2 separate regions of the Mus musculus genome follow, and region 1 is linked to region 2. A link is a contact called in public promoter capture Hi-C data. All regions are on one chromosome and are shown on one strand. Each heading gives the region's core, a stretch centred on a gene start, on an enhancer-like site or on the middle of the called end of the contact. The rest is flanking DNA. Distances are from core to core; before and after follow the strand shown. Region 1 holds the start of 1700112D23Rik (RIKEN cDNA 1700112D23 gene). Region 2 holds the start of Tmem212 (transmembrane protein 212).

The links. Promoter capture Hi-C pulls out the DNA fragments that hold promoters and counts their contacts.
Region 1: a promoter capture Hi-C map of embryonic stem cells shows a contact between it and region 2, with 7 times the contacts expected there. The contact joins the promoter of 1700112D23Rik here to the promoter of Tmem212 in region 2. A contact is called at or near these places in 7 of 39 promoter capture datasets (the C10 cell line, the HPC-7 cell line, cranial neural crest and 4 more).

The regions. Positions count from the first base shown.
Region 1 is chr3:28,777,903-28,784,673 of GRCm38.p6, reverse strand. 1700112D23Rik (RIKEN cDNA 1700112D23 gene) reads left to right here and starts at 3,552. Exons shown (of 3, transcript NR_166152.1): 1 at 3,552-3,703. Eif5a2 (eukaryotic translation initiation factor 5A2) reads right to left here and starts at 3,397. Exons shown (of 5, transcript NM_177586.6): 1 at 3,261-3,397; 2 at 2,458-2,658; 3 at 1,842-1,946. The coding sequence starts at 2,622.
Region 2 is chr3:27,894,941-27,901,210 of GRCm38.p6, reverse strand. Tmem212 (transmembrane protein 212) reads left to right here and starts at 4,843. Exons shown (of 4, transcript NM_001164437.1): 1 at 4,843-5,026. The coding sequence starts at 4,868. Gm42195 (a long non-coding RNA gene) reads left to right here and starts at 977. Exons shown (of 2, transcript XR_880708.2): 1 at 977-2,133; 2 at 2,724-4,408.

The sequences.
Region 1 (6,771 bases), core at 2,303-4,802, 880 kb before region 2:
AGGATCCAAAACCATTTTCTATTTTATACCACCACAAAGCCCCAGACAAGTATGCATTCTTTTGAGAAAATTAATGAAAATTAACAATTCAAATCTAAGCCAATCTTGGAATGGGAGTCAGGAGACACACTTTCTTGTATCCTGAACTTATTTTAAGAAGACACAAATTAAATCTGTAAATATTAACATTTTTCTCCCAATTCTCTTATTTTTTAAATTATTAAAATGAATAGATGCTCACAATCCACTTTGGCTGGCTGCCAAACTGGCATTCAAAATACTGAATTCAGCAGATGCAAAGGAACTGCACACAGCCAGATAATAACAGAAGCAAGGATTTAACAAAGGCACATGGATAGAAGGCTAAAGACCGCCAGAGCATAATAAATAAACTAGAAAGCTCACAGAACTAAGTTTCTAAATGAGTGACCAGAAATAAATATTTGATGGCAGTTTTATAACAGGGCAGCGGAGTCTTTCCAATGTCCAAGGTGCCCACTGAGCCTCAGAACAAACCTGCGAGAGGTTTGATTTCACAGAATTCCCAGTTTTATGAAGTAAAAGTGATCAAATAACTTGCCAACCGAGGCCATACCATAGAAGTCCCAATGCAGAGACCCAGACCCATCGGCCTGACTGACACCATCCTTGGCTATCTACTCTGCCATGTGGCCTTCTAGGGCCAGGACTGGGGACTAAGCAAGGCACCCTCTTGTGCACAAGGAAGCATCCAAACACCTCAACCACAGAACACTTCCAGAAAAATTTAACATTGAGAATGCAAAACTCACGTGACAAAACAAAACTCAGAGATGGAGGCAGGAAGACAATGACTACCTCTCCTTTTGCCCGAGCCTAACATGGGACTTGGCGTTGTTATCAGAATGTGCTTTGCTTTCACACAGGAGTTGAGGAGTAGGCTGGGACCTTAGTAAAAACCCAAATTAAATCCAAACCAAGTTAGTCCCCTGAGGTTAAATTTTAAGCTTCAATCAATGGCTCCTTAATTTGGTAATATTATTATCTGAACTGCTGGTGTAGACTGCTGAAGCATCCAACAAGTAGAAGCGTGGAATAAAAACTACTGATTATAACGAGTACTGAGAATTCAAAGAGCTCACAAAGCAGGACAAGAAAAGAAACCCATTTGGGCCAATGTATGTATATTCTATACTTAGCCGTAATCTGCTCTGTTAACCTCACACTCCACTACACTGAATTCAGGTGTATTTGTTTAACTAGTGTTGACTGAGTACCTACTATGCACAACATCTACAGCCAATGAACTAAGAAGAATGAAAATAGGATTCTGATATAGGAAATGTGAAGCAAAACAATAGTACTTGCTGTTATGCACAGCTACTTATGGGCGCACACTCTCTCATTCAACCCACATGTCCCCCTGGTTTGTTCGGAAAGGCAGAGGTTTAGAGAAGACACACACTTTGTAAAAGACCATCTAGCTAGAAAGTACCAGAACCAGATTCAAACCTGGATTTGATCTCCAACACAGGATAGCCAGGCACAAAGATGCAACCTACAATCTCAGCATTCACAGGCAGAGGCCCGAGTGTCCGAGACTGAAGATCATCCTTGAATAGTGAGTTCAAGGCCAGCCTGAGACCTATGATCTCCTACTTCACAACAGAAAAAGGCACAGAATATTAACAACAACAACAACAGAACTAAACAAAGCACTATTTCTCTAATCTGTAAGATAAGTGGAGTCTAGTAACTGGTAAGGAATATACTCTATAAAACTACTCTCAAGTCTTGTCAAACTACTACTAAAGAGGGTGTTTATACACTTCTGAAATGCTGTTAAAGAAATCAGTACTTACTTGATAATCGTTTCTCTTAATATTTGGAACATCCATGTTGTGAGTAGAAGGACAAATGTCTTCATATTTTTTGCCAGTGAAAATGTCAATTCCAACAAGGTGTACCTGACAGAGGAGAGAACCACAGGAAACATGTTTAATCTCTGTCAGCTATGTCACTCCCTACACAGCAGCACAATCCCAGCTCTGACTGTAATGGAGCCTTTCACCTCTTCCAAGGTCATCTTACTTTCTTTAAAAAAAGTTGCAGTGACACAGAACGAGATTCAGTAAGTACCCAAAACCCGAACAGTTTCATGGCATCAAAACTCAACACACCACACACGTCAGCAAGTCAATTAACAAGAGTCCACAGAAAGTGAAAACCAAGTCTCTTAGAATTAGAAGAACAGGCTTGTTTCTACTAAACACGGATTTAAAAAAGTTTTAGTTTCCAGTTAATGAAACATTCTAAGGGTCCGATTAAATGGAGAGCTTTACTGAGAGTAATGTCTGACCATTCAAGAGACTGAGGGGAAGGAAAAAAAGTTATTTTTCAATATAGAAACCTCACGATGTAGAATGGAACACGAATGATCTTAACGGTGAAGCCAAAAAATGACTTGGAAGGGCCTACCTTGGCATGACCATGCTTCCCAGTCTTGGAAGTTGACATCTCCACGATTTTGCATGGTCGCCCTTTGAGCACGACGAAGCCGTTTTTGCGCAGGGCTGAGCACTGCATAGGATAAGTGCTGGAAGCCCCTGCATCTCCAGTAGTGAAATCAATTTCGTCTGCCATGGTGGACTGGGGAGATGTGCGGTTTTTCTGAGGGAACTATGCGAAAAGTTTGTTTGCGTTTTAATAACCGGCATGCAGGCGGGGTTATGTCTCATTTTGAAGACAGGTAGCCGAGCATCACTAGCCCGTTATGTTTGCATTTATAGAACACCCACTCTGAGTGGAGTATACTTTGCCATTCAGGCCTCTGAAAACTTTTCCAGCCCTTGGTGGGAGGTGGGGAAAGGAGCCGCAGAAGAGCTCGCCGGAGAGTGAAGGCGACACCAGCGCCCAGCCGGCAGGTCCAGTCCCCACCACCCCACCGCAAGAAGTGCCCACGACCTTCCTGCGCCGGGATGCGGGGCCCGGCGCCTCCCTCCGTCCCATCCCCGCTGCCAAGGTATCAGCCAGGCCGCAGGTTCGGGGAAGACTGGGACAGGAGCACCCGGCCGGTTGCACCTGGCCCTCAGTGCGCCTAGGACCCGCAGCGGCGCCGCCCTGGCATCCCGGTTCGGCCCAGCGGTAAAGGGCCCTAGCTCCGGCGGTCCCGCGCTTGCCGCCCTCCAGTTCCCAAGCATCTCGGCTCCTCCCCTCGCCCGGACCCCAGCATCACCGGCTGCATCCCCCGCCGCCCCGCCGACCCGGCCCCAGGTCTTCACCTTCCGGCCCCGCACCGCACGCCTTTGCTGCGTCCGCCGGTCCCTGCGGCTGCGGCGGCGCTGGCGGCCGCGGCTGGTCCAGGAGACGGGGCGGGGCCGCCACGCTTCCCACACCCGGCTCCCCGCCCCGGCCCGCCCAGCCCGGGCCCGCCCCGCCGCGACCACACTTCCGGGATAGGCCCCGGCGCGCCACAGGCCCCGCCTCCAGGTCGCCCATTGGCTCGAAGCTTCCCGAGGTCCCGCCCCGTCACGTGAAGCTCGCCCTGGCAACCCCACGTGCTGCGGATTAGTGCACTTCCGGCGTGCAGAGCTGCCTGCAGTCGACTGTTTGAAGCTTCGCAGTGTTCCCGGGCGAGATGCATCCTCATCTTCAGTTCGGCGCCCAGTTGACCTTGGGGACGACTATTAGGACCAGGTAGCTTGCTCTGGGCCCTAGCACGCAGGTGCGTGGATGCTGTCACTTAATGGTCTTCAAACTCTCAAGTCCTGCTGATTTTGCAAGAGTCCCGAGTGTTGGTGGAGTGGAACTTTGATTCAAGCTTCTGGTACAGCTTGCAGCCCTCCTTGGGGCTGGAATCCGTGCTTGGAGCTCGAAGAGTGCTAGGTGTGGTATGCTATTTCATGATTCTGCATTGTAGATCCTCAGAGGACTCCAGACACTATGACGAGGTGCTGGTGAAGTCAGCAGTGTTCTCAGGGGCGGGAAATCCCATGTACCCGAGACTCTACGGTGACCTTTGATCTTCCTGGCATCGGTGTGCCCTAGAGTTTGAGGTTTTGTTTTTGTTTTTGTTGTTAAATGATTAAAGACAAAGATTCTCGAGAAGTGTGCTTTCCTTTCACAGTTTTATCATAGCTTCATCTCTCACCTTGGAAAGAATCAAGGTAATTAACTGACCACCCCACAACCCAGTTCATGTTGTTCAGTGATTTGGTATTGCTGTCCTATAAACAAATCTAGTCTCATAGTCACTTACACGTATATGCAGAACACATTTCATTTGTGTTGTCTAGAAGCAATAAGCACATGGCTTCCATAAAGTAAACTCTGCCTCTTGTTACAGAAAGAGCCGAATTAGGACCCCTGGCTTCTGAGTTCCCTCTGCTTTTCCCTATTGTTGTTGTTACTATTGCTCCTGCTAATACTTAAGTAAGAATTACATAGTGTACTGTTTCATCTCTATTATTAAATCTTGACTACTAAAGTTTTTGTTTAAACTAAGGTTAATGTTAGAATATATATGAAATAAGATTTAAGAGGCTTGAAAAAGGAAATCAGATGTACGATCACCTCCATTGTCAGGATATAGTAGAATATTATCACGTTCCAAAATTTTCTGTGCCTTTTGGTCATCAGCCCTCTTTTTCACCCCTACCTTACACCCAGCCAGACCTTCCCAACTATTAACAGTTACTCTTTTACTCCTCATTTTGAATTATGGGGAAAGGCTGGGCAGGACAATAAGGCAGGGTATAAGAGCCACTCATAATCAAAGTTGAAATCACTTCTTTGTCTATCACCATATTCATGTAAGATTTGTATGTGGACCCAAATGACTATTTAATTCGACAAATACAGTGACTTTTCCCGAGGTCTCTAGAACACTGAAGTGGCAAATTCTCAGCCCTTGATTCTGGGAGAGTTACAGTATTAGGTTCCTTGTAGGTTCCGGAGGCCACATTTTCATGGTGAACAAGTGATTGGTATGTTTAGTTCTACAAGAGGCACGTTATTTCACATGTATTTTTTTAACTTTGGGCGTGTGGCTAAAAGCACTAAGCCTGAAGGTATTTGATGTACCCACTTGTCTTCTCTATTTGGCACAACAGAACCTTGTGCATAGGAACACCAAAGAACATTTCAGCATGGGGTTTGGGAGGTCGGGGTGTGGGGGGGGAGTGCATTTTAAGCAGGGTAATCACCAACAGAAGGCATAACATGCAAATCAGAAAGCAGAGCTCTGAAAAACATAGCAAATAGACCGGAAAGAACATGTACGTGCAGTTTGATGTTTGAAACCATGTTTGACCTCAGCTCAGCTCTCTGCACGTGCACAGCGGATGGATGCAGAAAGCATGCTGTTCTGGATGGTTTCTCTTGTATCTTTATGCAAACCCACAAACGTAGAATCCAGAAATAGTGAGGGTTGAGCGTCTTATTTATTTATTTATTTATTTATTTATTTATATAATTTATTGACTATTTATTTGAGCATTCTTACTTCTGGAATTTCCAGCCAGCCCCTTGTCCATAGGCTGCTTGACATCCGTCAGTCTAGTAATTTCCAAGAATAACTAGGACAGACATAACTACAGGACTGACAAAAGGAGCCCCTCCTGTACAGCCTGGGTGTTGGTGAAGGGGGAATCCAAGAGTTTCCTACAGATAGGTTGAAAGGTTTTTTTAAAAGCTGAAATTAAGACCCATTAATATATTTAGTTTGACCTAATCAATATGTTCAAATATTCTTTCACATGTAACTATAAAACTATTACTAAGCTATTGTACATTCTTTTCTTTTTTTAAGTTAGTACTAACTTTTTGCAATCTGGTGTGTATTTTTGGTTCAACGTCTAAGTTCATAGCAATAACATTTCAGGTGCACCGTAAGCTGTATGCGGCTGGTGGCTTGTCTGTGGACATCACAGATTGGAAAGTATCACTACAGCTTCTCTGGATGTGACCAACTAACCTGAGAATTGAAGTTTGGATAGAGGCTAGCAGTAAGACGCTGTTAAAAAGTTTGGATATGAAGTTTCTCCCAATAGACAGATAGACTGAGACCTTGGGTCCCCAGCTGGTGGCACAGTTTTGGGAGATTTCTGGAAATTTGAGTGGTTGGGACCTGACTGGAGGAAGAAGACCATGAAAGGTGTGTGTCTGATGTTATCTTGTCCCTTTCATCTTTCTGTCTTTTCTGCTTCCTACCGTCATGGGGAGAAGATGCTTTCAGATACAAACTCCTGGGTCATGACATTGTCCAAGCACACAGGGCCAAACCATGAGCCAAAATAAGTACTTCCTCGCTTAAGATGCTTGCGTCGGGTATTTGGGCCACAACAATAAAATGTTAGCTCGGAAAGTGTTTGGAAAATGCATTTAAACCAAATGCAGCAGGAATACAAGAGCCCAAATGACAGAATCATGGTTTTATCCTCCACTGCAAATGGCTTAGTATGTTCTGTAAAGAGATGGGTGAATTTTTACTTTGTTCTAAGAACAGTAAACCCTAAAATCATACAGATGATGAAATGGAAACTTAAAAAAAAATTAGGAAGACCACTCAGTAAGATATCTTTATAGGGGAGAAAACTGTTAGAAGTAGGAAATTAATAATAAGTAAAATGAAGTTTATTTTCGTGAACAAGTTGTGACTGTGAAGATACAGAATCAAGAGAGTTTTAATGGAAGAATGGAAAAGCAGTCATAATTGAATGTTGGAAGTCAAGATGGAGAGGCACAGAGTGTAAAGAATTTAAGACACTGTTTTACGGCATCAATATACCATCT
Region 2 (6,270 bases), core at 3,594-6,093:
GCACAACTCAGAATACAGTGACTACACAAAGGTGTCGGCCATGGGCCTCTACTTGTCCTGCCTGCCTTGCTGCCTTGGCCTTTGACCTGGCCTTCACTGGATCAAAAAGCACATCAAGTATCACATGGAAAAACTTGGTTCTCTCTTCTTCTTCTTCTTCTTCTTCTTCTTCTTCTTCTTCTTCTTCCTTCTTCTTCTTCTTCTTCTTCTTCTTCTTCTTCTTCTTCTTCTTCTTCTTCTTCTTCTTCTTCTTCTTCTTCTTCTTCTCTTCCTCCTCCTCCTCCTCCTCCTCCTTCTCTTCCTCCTCCTCCTCCTTCCTCTTCCTCCTCCTCCTTCTTCTCAAACATTTTAAAACAAGGAATTAAGCGATCATACATTTCCTATTTAAAAGGACCAAGAACTACAGGGACAAAATTGGAGAAGAGCCTGAGGGAAAGGAGGCCCAGTGACAGGCCCAAAGTGGGATCCAGCTCAAGACTCCAAGTCCTGACACTATTACTGATGCTATGGTGTGCTTACACACAAGAGCCTAGCATGGCTGTCCTCCAAGAGGCCCAACAAGCAGCTGGCTGAGACAGATGCAGATACTTATACCCAATCAGTGGCCTGAAGTCAGGGACCACTGTGGTTAAATTAGGGAAAGGTTGGAAGAAGCTGAGGAGGAGGGCGACCCCGTAGGAAGATCAGCAGTCTCAACTAACCTGGAGCCCCGAGATCTCTCAGACACTGAGCCACCAAACAGACATCATACACCAGCTGATATGAGACCACCCCACACACACATATACAGCGGAGGACTGCTGGGTTTGGCCTTAGAGAGAGAAGATGCACCTAACTTTCTAGAGACTTGAGGCCCCAGGGAGTGAGGAGGCCTGGCAGGGGGTGAGGGTGGGGAAAGTCTCTTCGAGAAGGGAGGATGAGGAACTGTGGGAGGGTGGACTGGACTGTAAAAAAATAAAAAGAAGAAGAAGAAGAAAAGAAAAACAAAAAAAGGGACAAGCCGTAGGTGGTGGAACACAGGGGTAATCCTAGAACTTGGGAGGCAGAGGCACATTCAAAGCTAGACTGGACTATGTGTCAAGTTCCAGCATGCTCAGGGCTATATAGTGAAACACATATGTATACGTACATACATAAGGGAGTGCAATGGGTACATGAATGCAGACATGAGGCACAGCTGCTCCCTTAAAGCAATCTGTAAAACAAACAGCGTCTGAGGGTTCTTCAGGCACTCAGAGTTTCTCTCCCCATTTTCTCCCCACTTTTTGTCCCCTTTCTCCGAATCTCTCCATTTCCTCCACTCTGCAAACATGTCTCGACCTGTTTATGAGACGCTCGCAGCTTCCTGGATTCCTGTGTCCCCCAAACAACTCTGCTTTAAAGTCCATGAGACCTTAGGTTTGTGGAGAACACAGAAAGCTGGGTATGGCCCTAGGAGTCTTTTCCTCTTGATTCCATCGTGCCTCCATCCCTTCCCTTCCGGTCCATCTTCCCCACACCCCTCTCCTCAGATACCCTTTCTATGCCTCCTTTCCTGTCGTCTAAGCTCCTTATCCCTCCTTGGAGGCCAGAGAGCCAAGCCATCACATCCGTGTTCCATCTGTGAGTTCTCTATTTCCGTGGGAAAACAAGACAGGAGTGACCATTGCAGAAGACAATGCCCGCGGTGGCCTGTGGGAGGCTGCTGGCACGGACCTGAGCCCAAGTCACAGCTGTTCACTGCAGCTGAAAAGACAGGTTGACAAACAGATGACTAGTCGCTCGAGCTTGCTGGCAGGACAGTCAAGTCATTTTGCCAGGCAAAGCTAGGGAAAAGTCTGATAGCTTCCAGATGATTTCCAAACACACTTGAGGGGGAGACATACAATTGGAATTTGGTGGGTGCAGCAATCTCTCTGTAGTATCTTGTAAATTGGAGGGTTTACAATAGAAATTTGACAGTTTCCAGTTAGGGATGATAAACATTGAACTTTGTTCCCCATCAGCCCCGGGTCATTGTGAAGAAAGAGTTCACTCAGAGTTGAAACCGAACAACCAGGAAAAGCAGAAGGAAACACGCTGCGTATGAACACTGGAGAGGCTTAAGTGGGTTGAAAATGGACTCTTTGGAAAGGAACAAAAATCTCTGAAAAGGTATGACAAAGCATGAGGTGTTCCTCCACACCTGGCATGCCTCCTCCGTCTCCTGAAGGAAGCAAACAGGCTTTAGCAGGCTGCTAAAGGAGACAGGGGAACATGTCCCCTGCACCGTCAGCCCATCAATATCATCAAATATTCTGAGCCAGCACTCTAGCAGGCCAGCCATTCACTTGAGCCTTTCAATTTATGCAGTTTGTAACTCTACCTAGCTGGGCTTGCAGGCACAGGCCTGCGATCCTGGCTACGCAGGAGGAGCTCCCCCATGGAGGTAGCCGCTGGTGCTTAGGGACAGTGCCATGGCTGAAAGAAGCTGGGGACGGGCACACATCCATTTCTGTTCTCACTGAAAAATGTCCTTGCTTCAACACAGTTAACAAGAAGCCAGCATCTCTGGAATCTGGTCGGAGATGTCTCTGGATCTACCTCACTCTCATTAGGTCATATTTAGCCATGCCACCCCTTAATCACTAATAAAGTTATGGTGACATCTGTGTTAATCCATAATGTTACAGGCACGTAACGTCTCCCCAAATTAAAACAAAACATTCTTTCTTTGTTTTCCTTTCCACTGTGTGCTGCTGAAGACTGGGGATTTCAACAGTCTTTGTTTTCCAAACGTGCTACCAGAAGAGAGTGAGCTGACCCACAGTGTGCTAACACACCACAGAGCTGCAACCTTGAGATAAGGAGTAAAGGAAAAAGTCAAAATACCACAGCTGAAGTTGAGTACTACAGACAAATCCGTCTTTCCTCCAGACCCTTCCCCCGGGCATGAGGGAACACACTGGCCTGGGCATTCGCTCTGATGAACTTGAACTCACATATATCCACCCCCCCCCCCCCCGTGCGGCCCAAATGCAGACTGGACAGGCTATCGGCTTCGTGAATTGACCCACTGAGTATTTACTAGTGTGTATCTGCTTGGTCCGAATGCCATCTGAAGTTGTCAGAGAGGCCATAGATATTTACAAGGTATGGAAGACTCACAAGTTCTGTGCCTTCCAGAAACTTCTCTAGTTTATATGAAAAGAAAATAATCTGAGAATCTAGCCCACAGAATTGAGAGGAAACACAGAAGAGTGGCCGTGTCAGACAACCAGAGCGGCTTTCCCCGGATTCTGAGTATCTGGGCAGAGACTGCATTGAAATCTGGGTCAACTTGAGTGGGATAGCTACCATAGATCAAAAGACAGAACGGGGAAAGAGATGCAGAGAACTGGTGGGAAGGGGAGGGCCCTCGGGGAATCTGTATCAAACTGATCAAGGAGTCAAGCCTAGAGTTCTGAGGTGATAGACAAAAGAACTAATACTGTCTGAGCCAGCCGCAAGAACTCTGAGGTGAGGTGATTTCAGGACATTTTCTCAGTACGGAGCTTGCTCCACGCTAAGCATCTACACACAGGAGTTCAGCTGATGCCCTCACCCAAGCGCCTGGTGAGAGAAACATTCCTCTTACCTGTTTCTCTTACGAAGAAACAGACCCAGAAAACACAAGTAGCTCGCTCTTCCTCTAGGACAAACACCTAGAAGGGGTGAAGCCAGAGTCAGATTCCTGCTCTGCCTGCCTTAAAACCCATGTTCGGGCCTGGCGACAAAGCCCTTGCCTCTATCCCCGATCACCTAAGTTCTATCCCTGGGCCCAACATAGAGGAAAAAAGAGAACTGATTCCTTCCTGCAAGTTGCCATGCTATGGCATGAACATTCCACTTCAATGCCATACAGACACACACACACACACACACACGCACGCACTCTCTCTCTCTCTCTCTCTCTCTCTCTCTCTCTCAATGTAATTATTTTAAAAATGTACTTAGTGTGTCTGGTTATTTTGCCTGCATGTATGAGTGTGCACCTCATGGACTCTGATGCCCAAGGATGCCAGAAGAGGTGTCTGACTCCCTGGGCCTGTAGTACAACTACAGCTGTGAGCCCTCAATTGGATGCTGGGAATCTAACCCAGGTCCCCTGGAAGAGCAGCAGTCAGTGCTCTTAGCCAGTAAGACATCTCTCCAGCCCCAATAAATTTAGTTTAGTTTTTTGTTTTTTTTAATTAAGAGTAGCTGAGCTTGATGGCTATATTCTTAGCCCTTGGGAGATGGAGGAGGCAGGAAGATCACTGTAAACCAAGGCCAACCTGCTCTCCGTAGCAAGGTCGCAGACCTTCTCTAAAAGAATAATCATAAACAGTTGTGTGGAATTAAACTTTGAAAGGAAAGACTCCTTTGCTTTCAACCATTTACGTTAAATATAATGATCAGTGGACCGTGATCTGCATGTGTGATTCTTGCTTTGTTTTGTGGGAACTTTTGCTGGGAATGCGGCTCTATTGTGCTCAGAGGATGTTGGCTTTCTGCTGTAACCACCAGGCAGGTTGAGTTCAGAAACAATTAGCTCAGTCAGTGAGCCTTTGAGTCTGATTAAGCCAGGAAGTGGTTACTCCCTGAGACAGGGCAAATGAAGGAATCAAGGCGGCCACTCCAGAATGAGAAATCTCCCGCCCTCCCTTCTCTCTGAAGAAGTCGGTGTTAGAGTCTAACCCACAGTCAGAGTTCACTCCTTCCACTTACCTTGGTGGAACAGAGTAAATATTGTCTGCGGGATCTTGTTTCCCATGTTCACTGTCATCCCAGCTACAGTCTCTAAGAAACTTGTGTTTATAGAGGCCTGGCCTGGCCTTGTGTTTTGGTAACAAGTATCTCAGAGCAAAGAGTCAAGCCGCAGAGGAAGATGAAGGGCCTCTACCAGGCTGCTGGCAGGACCCTGGTTACTCTGGGGGGCCTCAGCATCTTCTCAGGAGCCATTGCCTTCTTCCCTGTCTTTTCCTGCAAGCTTTGGTACACAGGATGGAGCGTTTGGATTGCCTGTCCCATCTGGAACGGGGCTTTGGTAGGATCTATTTCATTAAACAGGCTGGCATAAATGCAAGTGAAAAGAAAAGGGAAATAAAATAATATACCAGTTAAGAGTTTTCCAGTAATTCAAAGAAGTCTATATTCTGCCGAAAATCATAGTCCTGAACTTAGAGCAGGAATTTCTGTTAGTTGCATTTTAAGTATATATGTTTTCTTAATATTGTTTCATTTGTATTTGTATGTCATGTATATAACGATGAAATGTTTGGGAAATTCTCATGGGGTACAGTGGCAAAGACCTGTAACCCCAGCACCTGGAACACTGAGGCTAGATTGAGAACTGGAGGCCAGCCTGGGCTACACAGTGGGGCTTTGATTATTATGTAGCTGTGAGCTGGAGCCTCACCTGGGTTACACAGGGAGGGTTTGATTGTTATGTAACTGTGAGTTGGATTCCAGCCTGGGCTACACAGGGAGGCTTTGATTACTTTGTAGCTGAGAGCTGGAGTCCAGCCTGGACTACACAGGGAGGGTTTGATTATTATGTAGCTGTGAGCTGGAGTCCAGCCTGGACTACACAGGGAGGGTTTGGTTATTATGTAGCTATGAGCTGGAGCCCAGCCTGGGTTACACAGTGATGCATTGATTTTTATGTAGCTGTCCATCCCTTACAAGCTAGCATCCTCACAGTGGACTTAGTTTTGACTAAGATTTTATATGTGTGTGTGTGTGTGTGTATATATATATATATATATATATATATATATATATTATGTTAGATGTAGGCTGAATGTATATGTTAGGCATAGGCCAAGAGTAATTAACTGAGTGTGTATCCTGCCACTACTGAGTGGCTACCTGAGCTGGACAGAGGCAGTCTGGGGCAGGCTCAGAGTTAGAACTATAGGCAGAGGGAAGTAGTTCTGACATTGATGCTCTTACTATGTGGAGTGAGGCAGGAGCCTCAGCCAGCTAGTTCTTTCTTGCTTTTTCCTGTGCTCTGGGGACAACTGCCCAACACTAAGATACTTGGTGAGGATGAAGGCATTGACTGATGGCAAGAGCTTTGTGCTCGATTGCTAGCAAACACCAAGCCTTTAGCCTGTGCTCTGTGCAAACTCTCTGCCGTGAACCACTTGCTATGAGCCCTGCTCAGTTCCCCTGATACCCACAGTGCTGCCTCTTGGGACTCATTGCCAGCCAGCTTGCCCTTATGTCTGTGCCTTCACATTCACGGCTGCCATTCAGAATGCCAAGGCATGTTCCTCCCTAGGCCTT